3 separate regions of the Mus musculus genome follow, and regions 2 and 3 are each linked to region 1. A link is a contact called in public Hi-C data. All regions are on one chromosome and are shown on one strand. The core of a region is the stretch at or near the end of the contact, and the rest is flanking DNA. Distances in the headings are between cores, read along the strand shown.

Region 1 (2,996 bases), core at 268-2,767:
GTTACTAAGACGGTAACAGGTGAAAGTGTGTGTTACTAAGACGGTAACAGGTGAAAGTGTGTGTTACTAAGACGGTAACAGGTGAAAGTGTGTGTTACTAAGACGGTAACAAGCACAGTCCACCCATTCTGGGGCTCTGCCTCCTGTCTGGGAGCCTGATGGAGGTGGCCAAAGTCGGTCACAACAAGCTCTAGCCATGGGAAGGAAGAAGAGAAGGTCACATGCCCTTACTCATCCTCAAAGAAAGCTTGGCAATGTCTGTCAGATCTATGAACTTAAACTGTATGTATGTGTGGGAGAGGTGACTTCAGTGTCTGCCACATATCCCTGGGAGTGACGCCATGCATCCCCAAAGTACAGATAAATGAGGAACGTCAGGGTTAAAACTAAAGCCTGCAGCAGATGACTCAAGTTGAGGTCCCTGTCCCAACCTGTCCTGCCCCAGACAAGCTCCTGAGGGCAGATTCCTAAGTCAAACCTTCATAGCCTGTTCCTACCTCCCCTCCCTTACTCCATATCCTTTGTTCCTCCACCCCTTCCCCTGCAGTTCTCCAAGGCAACCCAGAGGAGCAACTCCTCATTCAGTAAAAATCTCGGGATGCTGCAGGCACTAGAGACGAGGATGGTGGGCCGAACAGCCTGACCCCCAAGGATCTGAGGAGCTAGTGGTGACTTGTCGCAAGTACATGTTTAAGGCCCCACAAGAGCCATCTATGGTCAGGAGCTGAGAACACAGAAGTCTAGCCAGCGAGGCAGGATGCCTTGAAGCCTTAAGTGGGAACAGGAATAGCAGGAGAGTCAGAGGGATGCCTTAGGAGAGCCTGGGCAGAGTGTATAAAGGCCCTTTGGCCACCTCTCCTCTCTTTTCCTCCTCTTCTTCCTGTTCCCCTCCTCTCCCCTTTCTCCTCTCTCCCTGAGCCCCTCAGGTATTTTGATGGTTTATACCTTTGTCCTCTGCCCAGGAAGGAAATTCTGTGAGGTTTTATAATATTGGCTTTGCAGTGGTTTCCAGGACCTTTCCAGAAAAGCGTGGTTCTTAAGGTATAAACAATATAGCTGAAGAAATATCGCTACCCTCTCAGGGATGAATTTGTGTCCAAAGACACAATGCTGGTGGTACCTGAGCTGTGCCTGAAAAGTGTAACCCTGTAGACTCTGGGGCCCAGAAGCACTCTGAGGAGAGGCCTTAACAGTGCCAACCCTGGGTGTTTCTGGGATACACAGGAAGTAGGAAAAGGGAACTGCTATCCTCGTTCTAAACGCTCATACTTCCTGAGAGCGAACCTGGAGAGCTGCATTGTTAGAGCTGTCCCTTCAAAGGTCCACTTTGTCACCTCCAATAGGCAAGGTCAGTCTGAGCCACCACATAATGACAGTCATCTCCACTAAGACAAACACTGAACAGTGGGAGAGAATTAAAGTCAGGACTCAGAACTCTGAGGCTCCAGGGCTGCGTGTGAGGCTCCTATCAAAATAATCCAGTTACGAGATGAGTTTTGGTGTGTTTTGCCACGTCTGAATCATCTGCCACAGTGACTCAGGATGACAGGACAGTTAGTGAGACAATCCAACCCAGCCTAGCAAGACGATCCAGCCTGGCAGGCTTTAGAAATTTTGAAACACAAAGTTCAAAGAAATGCTATTTTTAAAAGACATATTTAGAAATAAAATCATATGTAGACACGATGTAACCCTGGGAGGGCTGGTTAGAAGATTTCCATTTCTTCTTGTTACACACATTTTCAAAAGGTTCAATGGCCACCAAAGATGCCTTCTAAGGTAACAGCTATACTGGCCCCTGAGTGAATTCTCGAGCCCCAAATCAGTTCATTGAGAATTTTCAATGTGGCCAGATGTGGTGGTATGTTGTGTCCGGCCAGCAGACCACAACCTGGGTTCTAGCCTGGAAAGGCATTTTGGAAACCTGGAAGAGAAGAGGGGCTAGGTGGCGAGAGAAAAGAATGTAGCCAAGACAGTTACTCTGATCAAGGCTCAAATTTTATTGTTGCGACACTAGTTATGAAGGAAGGGGGAGGGGACCCGATTCCCGCCAAATAATCTCTCGTCCAGTAGAAAGGTGCACATGTGTGGCTCCGCAGGTTCCAGCAGTGGGCGTGGCAGAACGAATGAGCAGGAAGCTCCACCCCTGAGCAAGCAGGTTTCAGGCTGGGGGAGGGGAGACTACAGTGGTACATGCCTTTAATCCCAATCTCTAGGGGGCAGAAGCAGGCCAGACTCCATGAGTTCGAAGCCAGCCTGGTCTACAAAGCAAGTACCAAGACACGCAGGGCTCCATAGAGAAACCTTATCTCAAAAGGGGGGGAGAGCAACAAAAAGTTTTCAATGCTTTTTTTTTTCCATACATTTTCAGTTTTCTAAAAACTGTCTGGAGCAGGAGATGGACCATGTCTAGCCAGCCCATGTCTAGGACCGAGTCAGTTGTGAAAAGACAGGCAAAGCACAGATTCAAGATTAAGTCTGCCCTGGGTACCCCGAGCAGGGCTACTTTACAGTTCCTTCCTGCTCTACACCAACCCAAGGCCAAGCAGGAGACGCTCGGGCACGGTATACACACACTCCATCTGCTCACCCCCAGCAGAAGAGGACCTGACAGGACATTATAGCAAGCAAGCCCCACAAGTGTCAGAGCAGAAATAAGGTCCCTCGTGACAGCAGGGGTCTCAGCTCTAAGGTCAAAAGGTCCTCCTCCTTGGCCACTGGCATCTAAAGACTCCCACTCAGGAGTCCTTTTTAGTAACCATTGAAAAAGTCCTACCCTCTCCTGCAGAGCACAGCAGATGGGTTGGGATGATGGACCAACCAACAGCTATCTATCTGTAAAGGGTGCTTACAGGACGCCAACAGTCAGCTGGTGAGCAGATCCCGTGGTGGCGCTGAAGACCCGAATGTCCCTAATTTTGAAAGCAAAATCCCAAGACTAACCTGAATTGGAATTCATAAACAATGTCATTATCTCCATAATTTTAACAATCAAT
Region 2 (2,996 bases), core at 187-2,686, 180 kb after region 1:
AGAGCACCCCTGCACTTCAGGTAACAGCCAGCAGGGGGCGCAAAAGTGCCCAATAAAAGGCTCCTAGAGTGGGGATTCCTTCTGCATATTTTATTTTCTCTTGTAGGAATTCTAACCATCCTATAATTACCAGACCTATAACTAAATCTATAACTAAAGTATAGGTCTGAAACGTAAGAAACAAGAAGGAAAACAAAATGAAAGATGAGCAAAAATAGGTGGTGGTTGTTGTTGTTGTTGTTGTTGTTGTTGTTGTTGTTGTTGTTTGAGACAGGGTTTCTCTGTATAGCTCTGGCTGTCCTGAAACTCACTCTGTAGACCAGGCTGGCCTCGAACTCAGAAATCCGTCTGCCTCTGCCTCCCGAGTGCTGGGATTAAAGGCATGCACCACCACGCCCGGCTGAGCAAAAATAAAATACAAGGCATAAAACCCAGATGTCTATCAACTGCTGAAGGCACACAGTTTGTAATAGTCACATAATGGAATAACACATAGTAATAAAGAAAGAAACTAGTGCTTTGCAGATAAATATAGCAATATGGTGTCAACAAGAGCTGAACTTAAAACAGGAGCCATAAGTAATTTCATTTAAAATGAGCACCCATAACTCTATAGACATAAACATGGGAAGGAAAGGCTACCTTTGTCAAGGAATCATATTTTAAGGGAGCTAAAAGGACTCTCTGAGGATGCTGGATTTATTTTCTTTCTTATTTTCTTTCTTTCTTTCTTTTTTCCTTTCTTCCTTCCTTCCTTCCTTCCTTCCTTCCTTCCTATTTACTTATTTTGGAGGCAGAGTTTCATTATATAAATTTATTCATTTATTTATTTTGGGGACAGGGTCTTAAAATATAAATTTATTTATTTACATATGTATTTTTACTTATTTGGGGGCAGGGTCTCATTATATAAATTTACTTACTTATTTTGGGGGCATGGTCTCATCCTATAGCCCAGGCTAGCTGAAGCCCTCAACCCCTACTGATTTAGCTCACCAGATACTGGGTTAAAAGGAGTTTGCCTGAGCTGGAGAGATGGCCCAGGGTTGAGAGCACTGACTGCTCTTCTTTTTTGTTTTGTTTGTTTTTAAGATTTATTTATTTATTATGTATATAGTGTTCTGCTTGCATTATCTGACTGCAGGCCAGAAGAGGATATCAGATCCCATTACAGATGGTTGTGAGTCACCCCATGTGGTTGCTGGGAATTGAACTCAGGACCTCTGGTAGAGCAGTGCTCTTAACCTCTGAGCCACCTTTCCAGCCCAATAAATCTTTTTTTTTTTTTTAATTCAATGGGGCTGTCAGTACTTTGGGCTGGCACAGGCAGTAGGCACAGCTTCCCACTGTCACCCTCAGCAGTCTCAGAGGGTTCCTTAGACTTTGTTTCCCTTGACTCAGACCAAACTGGAATTGTGCTGCCAATGCAAAAAAAAAAAAAGAGGAAGTTTGCTTAAATACCTTAGATCATTATTTGTTTCAAGGTTAGGTGCCTATGAGCAGAACTCAGAATTCACTGAGTCATACGTCAGTGCAGTATACTTCATTTTTAAAAATTACAAGATTTCGTAACCTACAATAAAGAGTACTGGCGGTAAAATGCTACTCCTAGGTATACTAAGAAACGAATCAAAAGGAAAAAAGACAATAGAAGCGAACTTTTAGTCAGGAGCAGGTAAACACAAATACACGATGACTATTAAATATAAGATACGCACACAGGGTCCCTAGAGCTAGCTGCCCTGCTAGAGCAGTTGAATCAGTATGCTCTGGGTTCAAGTGGGAGACCTCAGTATAGAAGGTGCAGGCTGGGCTCCACCCATTCAAGCACACATGTGAACTCACACACGTGCACAGGAACCTACACATACACGTGTGAGCACACATATCCACACCTGAAAATATAAATGGATATCAACATAAAAGTGAAACCAAGGGGCTGGTGAGATGGCTCAGTGGGTAAGAGCACCCGACTGTTCTTACGAAGGTCCAGAGTTCAAATCCCAGCAACCACATGGTGGCTCACAACCATCTGTAATGAGACCTGAGACCCTCTTCTGGAGTGTCTGAAGACAGCTACAGTGTACTTACATATAATAAATAAATAAATCTTTAAAAAAAATGTTTAAAAAAAAAAAAAAAAGTGAAACCAAACAATGCCCCGATGGCCATAGTGGAATTAAGAAAAATCTATTGGCCGGGTATGTTGGCACACGCCTTTAATCCCAGCACTTGGGAAGTAGAGGCAGGTGCATTTGTGAGTTCAAGGACAGCCAGGGCTACACAGAGAAACCCTGTCTCGGAAAAAAAAAAAAAAAAAAAAAAGAAAGAAAAATCTACCAACATGTGGGCAATAAGCAAAATATTTTAAATCACACTGGCAGGATGTAAGCATCAAGGAAAATAAAAAGATTTTGATACGATAGAAATATAAATATAGCCCCATATAATCTGTGGAAAGCAGAAGAAAAGTTGAGACATTGCATGGTTTGTTGTTGTGTTTGTCTGTCTGTCTGTCTTTCTTCTTTACTTTTAAATAAGTTTATAATTTTGTATTAGCCTCAAATCGATTATCCAAACGTTCACCTTAAATAACTAGTGGAAGAAAGACAAATTAAATTTCTCAAAGGACAGGAGGAGATAACAAAAATGAGGAGAAACAGAGAAGATGGTCGATAAGAGCCAAAGTTGATCTTTTAAAAAAGATTTAATCTATCCAAGTAAACTAGAGAGAAGATGTGAATTACCAAAACCGAGAAGAAATGAAGTGATGTTCTCACAGATATATTCTACAGACTGTAAAGTGAAAATACAGGACAATTACAAATGTTCTCTGCCCATAAATCAGACAGCTTAAGGAGGACAATCTCCCAAAAGGTGTAAACACCCCAAGTGCCTTCAAGGGGAAACATAAACCCGAGGGGTACAACGAACTTACCTTATTATGTGTTTGATTTGCAGCAAAATGCTACTTTCTAAGGTGATGTTCAGAGCGC
Region 3 (2,996 bases), core at 292-2,791, 150 kb before region 1:
GACATTAAAACTTATATATGACTATTTGCAGCATCTAGATTGACGTGAAATTGCCACCAGTGGTCGAATGTATATCCAATGTTGTATATATTCGTACAACAGTTAAACACTAGAAAGAAATGAAAACATTAACAAACCTAGATAATTATAATGAACAAGGGAAGCCCGACACCAAAGACAACACAACACACAATTCCATCTAAAGACGTTATAGAAAGGCCCAGTTAAACTGTGGTGACAAAAAAGTGAATCATGTCTGCAATGGGGTTAGGGTAGAGGGTGACTTGATTGGAGTGTTGGTTTAAGGAGTTGGACATTTATTGAAAATGAGGAGGTTGTACGTACCCTCCATTGGATATTTTGTTACATGTAAGTTATACCTCAATAAGACAGTGGGGGTATTTTTTGTTGATTTGGTTTGGGTTGGGTTCTTTGAAACAGGGTTTCACCTCAAGTCCAGTTTCCTTGGAACTCATGGTGTAGACAAGTTGGACTCAAACTCGCACCCTTGAGACTGGATCAGCATCAGACTAGACTCACCGGCATGAGTCAGCTTGTCTAGCTTAACATTGATTTTAAAAGAAAATATTATAGCTAAGTGTGACATCCATAGGACCCCTCATAAGTATATACATCAGTATTTATACATGTCAAAGAAAGGGTTTAGCTGGGGTATCAAGTTATGGTCCTTTTGGGGTCCAAGAGAGCTTTGGGGTAAGACGGGGATATAAAAACAGGGCTGGTTCTTTCCCTGCAGATTCTAAGGTCTTTGCATTTTAGAAAAAAAAAGTTGCTTAGATAAAAGAAGGCCAGGAAGCAACTGGAACTTCAATGATTAATGAGCGTGCCAGGGAAAGATGACATTCAAGTCCGTGGTTTTTAATTCTAGAAGTGGGGGCGGGGCGGGGCGGGGACGGTGGATCCACATCCCATGGGAACTGAAAAGAAAGATGCTCTTTGTTATCTGTTAGCCTTTCTAGCACAGAAAATGTGTCCAAACAAGGATATAAACTTCGACAAAAAATTAATCCTATAGTTCGTAAACAGAGAGTTGTTTGTAAATAGAGAATTGTGATCCTTCTAGTGCCAGCTCCTCAAGGACTGGGAGAGCTCTCGCCCCCTCCTCGGCCTCCTCTGTGGCTTCTGCACAGCAGGCTCCTTCAGACCAACCCAGTTTGCTACCCACCCAGCTCAGTTCTCTGGTCCCACCATACTTTTTAAGCATTATAGAATCCTACATCTTACTCCGTAAAATATGAATCATCCCAAGTTTTATATCAGCCATCTTTTTATAGCCACAGATAGGGCACATTTAAAAATATACGTTTCACTTTTAGTATACCGACTAGCACATACGGACGCTATTTGTGGATGCAATGCGTTGACATGGAGCTGGAGCACAAATAGCGCATTTTTCTTATAATATCTATTTCCCCCTATCTTTATTTAGTTCAGTTTTGCATTACGAAGTTCCTGGGCTGATGAACTCAGCTTGGTAAACTCGCTCGAACTGCGGGCGTCCTGCCACTAGGTGGCAGACGGGTTGAGTCGCGGCTCTGCTTATCTGCGGTGGAAGCAGGGGCCTCCTAGCTCTTGCTGCCTGCATCCCTGGGAAGGGAACTTTCCAAATGACCGCCCAGTAAACATGGCATCTGTTTGCTAACATCCGTAGAACGTGACTATCTAATGATAACCAAAAACGTGCTTCAGAGGAAAACCTTCATTGAAAACGTTAGATTTCCAGCCCAGGATTCTGAACGCAGGGACTTTTCAGCCAAGCGAAGGTTTATTAGCTTCAGGAAGCCTGGTTTTGCTCACCATTCTTAAACCAATCCAACCAAAGAAACACTAAACGCAGCTCATAACCCCTGTTTTGATATAAGATATTGACCTCTTTTGCCTCCAATGTGTTCCTCTCTGATGGTCAGAAGTCCATAGACCAGGTCTGGGGCAAAGTTGAGCAGTACTGACAGCGCAAGGAATTGGAGAATCTAACCAAGTCTTCCCACATGCATGCCCTCGCCTGCTCCCCACTGAGCGGACTCGTACCCACTTATTTTCTTTGGGCATTTTCTGTTTTTCCCTCTCCATCTCCGGCTCCCTAAAACTGCTCCAGATAAAAGTTGACTTGAGGACCCAAAAGGAGTGAAGTGACACTGTCCTAGTGAAAGGCACAAAGGTTCTCTCTCCTCCTCACTAAGTTTGTGGCCCGCGTCCTGATCCCTGTTCCATTTTTAGTCGACATCCTGATCCCTGACCCAGGCCTTCTGTTTCTCGATTAAAATCAAACTTTAGCAGGAATTCCGCGCAGTCAGGCTACTTTCTCGCCCTGACGTCTAACCACGTTCCTCACTCTGAGTCATCATCGCCCAGGTGACGTGCAGTGTCCTGCCCAGTCATCTGCAAAAATCCTGTTAGGTGAGTATACCAAGAACCTTCCTGCCTCCTGATATTTCCTGTCTATCCTGTGCCACCCTCTGCCACCCACCGTGCTCCCTGCTGTAGATTTTCTCCTGCCCCTGCTGTATCCAGAACCCAGCCCAGCTCTGCACTGCGTTCTCTTTCCCCATTGCAACAGTCCTAAAATGAATCTGTTTCTCCCGTTATAACAAGTAGCTCTGGCTGTCCTTCAATGTGGGGTCATTTTTACTTCCGGGGTAATTTTTCTCAGAGAACCGTTTATTTGTTGTGACATTTCCTGCCTTTAACCTACACTTTTCAGAGCTGTGCCTTTATGTTAGAGCCAAATAAGCCTTCCCAGGACTGGGAACAGGATGGTCAGGCAGGAGGGAAGACACTTGAAGAAGAAGGAATCCTAGAGGAGCCCTGGTACTTGCTGCCCCTCCTATTTCCGGCTGGGTTCTGGGACAGGAGCAAGACAAAATCCCAGAGGTATTTAGACATCTGTGGCTCCACTGGGAGCCAGGAAAGCTACAAGCTGTAGAGAGATAGAAATGATGGCACTCATAGCAAGAAAGTACTGAATTCTGTGCAAA

Evidence for each region. Hi-C and Micro-C count contacts between places; a contact is called where the count stands out from the background.
Region 2: a contact with region 1 is called in a Hi-C map of bone marrow-derived macrophages, with 20 read pairs. The contact joins two enhancer-like sites. A contact is called at or near these places in 6 of 39 promoter capture datasets (the SN4741 cell line, frontonasal cranial neural crest, hippocampal neurons and 2 more), 5 of 15 datasets of contacts at CTCF or cohesin (CD8 T cells, the G1E-ER4 cell line, embryonic stem cells and 2 more), 85 of 484 Hi-C or Micro-C datasets (B cells, the C10 cell line, CD4 T cells and 46 more), 8 of 115 datasets of contacts at active chromatin or transcription factors (astrocytes, embryonic stem cells, fibro-adipogenic progenitors and 2 more) and 3 of 9 other capture datasets (adipose tissue, embryonic stem cells and liver).
Region 3: a contact with region 1 is called in a Hi-C map of bone marrow-derived macrophages, with 3 times the contacts expected there. The contact joins two enhancer-like sites. A contact is called at or near these places in 2 of 15 datasets of contacts at CTCF or cohesin (the G1E-ER4 cell line and pro-B cells), 45 of 484 Hi-C or Micro-C datasets (3T3-L1-derived adipocytes, the 63-12 cell line, B cells and 22 more), 4 of 115 datasets of contacts at active chromatin or transcription factors (the HPC-7 cell line, embryonic stem cells and neural progenitor cells) and 1 of 9 other capture datasets (embryonic stem cells).

The regions. Positions count from the first base shown.
Region 1 is chr2:129,261,807-129,264,802 of GRCm38.p6, reverse strand. No RefSeq gene overlaps it. Among named protein-coding and RNA genes, the nearest start is that of Ckap2l, 34 kb to the left of the region's middle. Within about 2 kb of position 1,517, at least 60 of the 459 cell types and tissues checked have an H3K27ac peak or open chromatin away from gene starts, as enhancers often do. A contact at or near this core is called in the C2C12 cell line, the G1E-ER4 cell line and bone marrow-derived macrophages, where this site is marked.
Region 2 is chr2:129,082,186-129,085,181 of GRCm38.p6, reverse strand. Ttl (tubulin tyrosine ligase) reads right to left here. Exons shown (of 7, transcript NM_027192.2): 5 at 2,939-2,996. Among named protein-coding and RNA genes, the nearest start is that of Gm46764, 17 kb to the left of the region's middle. Within about 2 kb of position 1,436, at least 5 of the 459 cell types and tissues checked have an H3K27ac peak or open chromatin away from gene starts, as enhancers often do. A contact at or near this core is called in bone marrow-derived macrophages, where this site is marked.
Region 3 is chr2:129,407,181-129,410,176 of GRCm38.p6, reverse strand. No RefSeq gene overlaps it. Among named protein-coding and RNA genes, the nearest start is that of Il1b, 38 kb to the right of the region's middle. Within about 2 kb of position 1,541, at least 29 of the 459 cell types and tissues checked have an H3K27ac peak or open chromatin away from gene starts, as enhancers often do. A contact at or near this core is called in the C2C12 cell line, the G1E-ER4 cell line and bone marrow-derived macrophages, where this site is marked.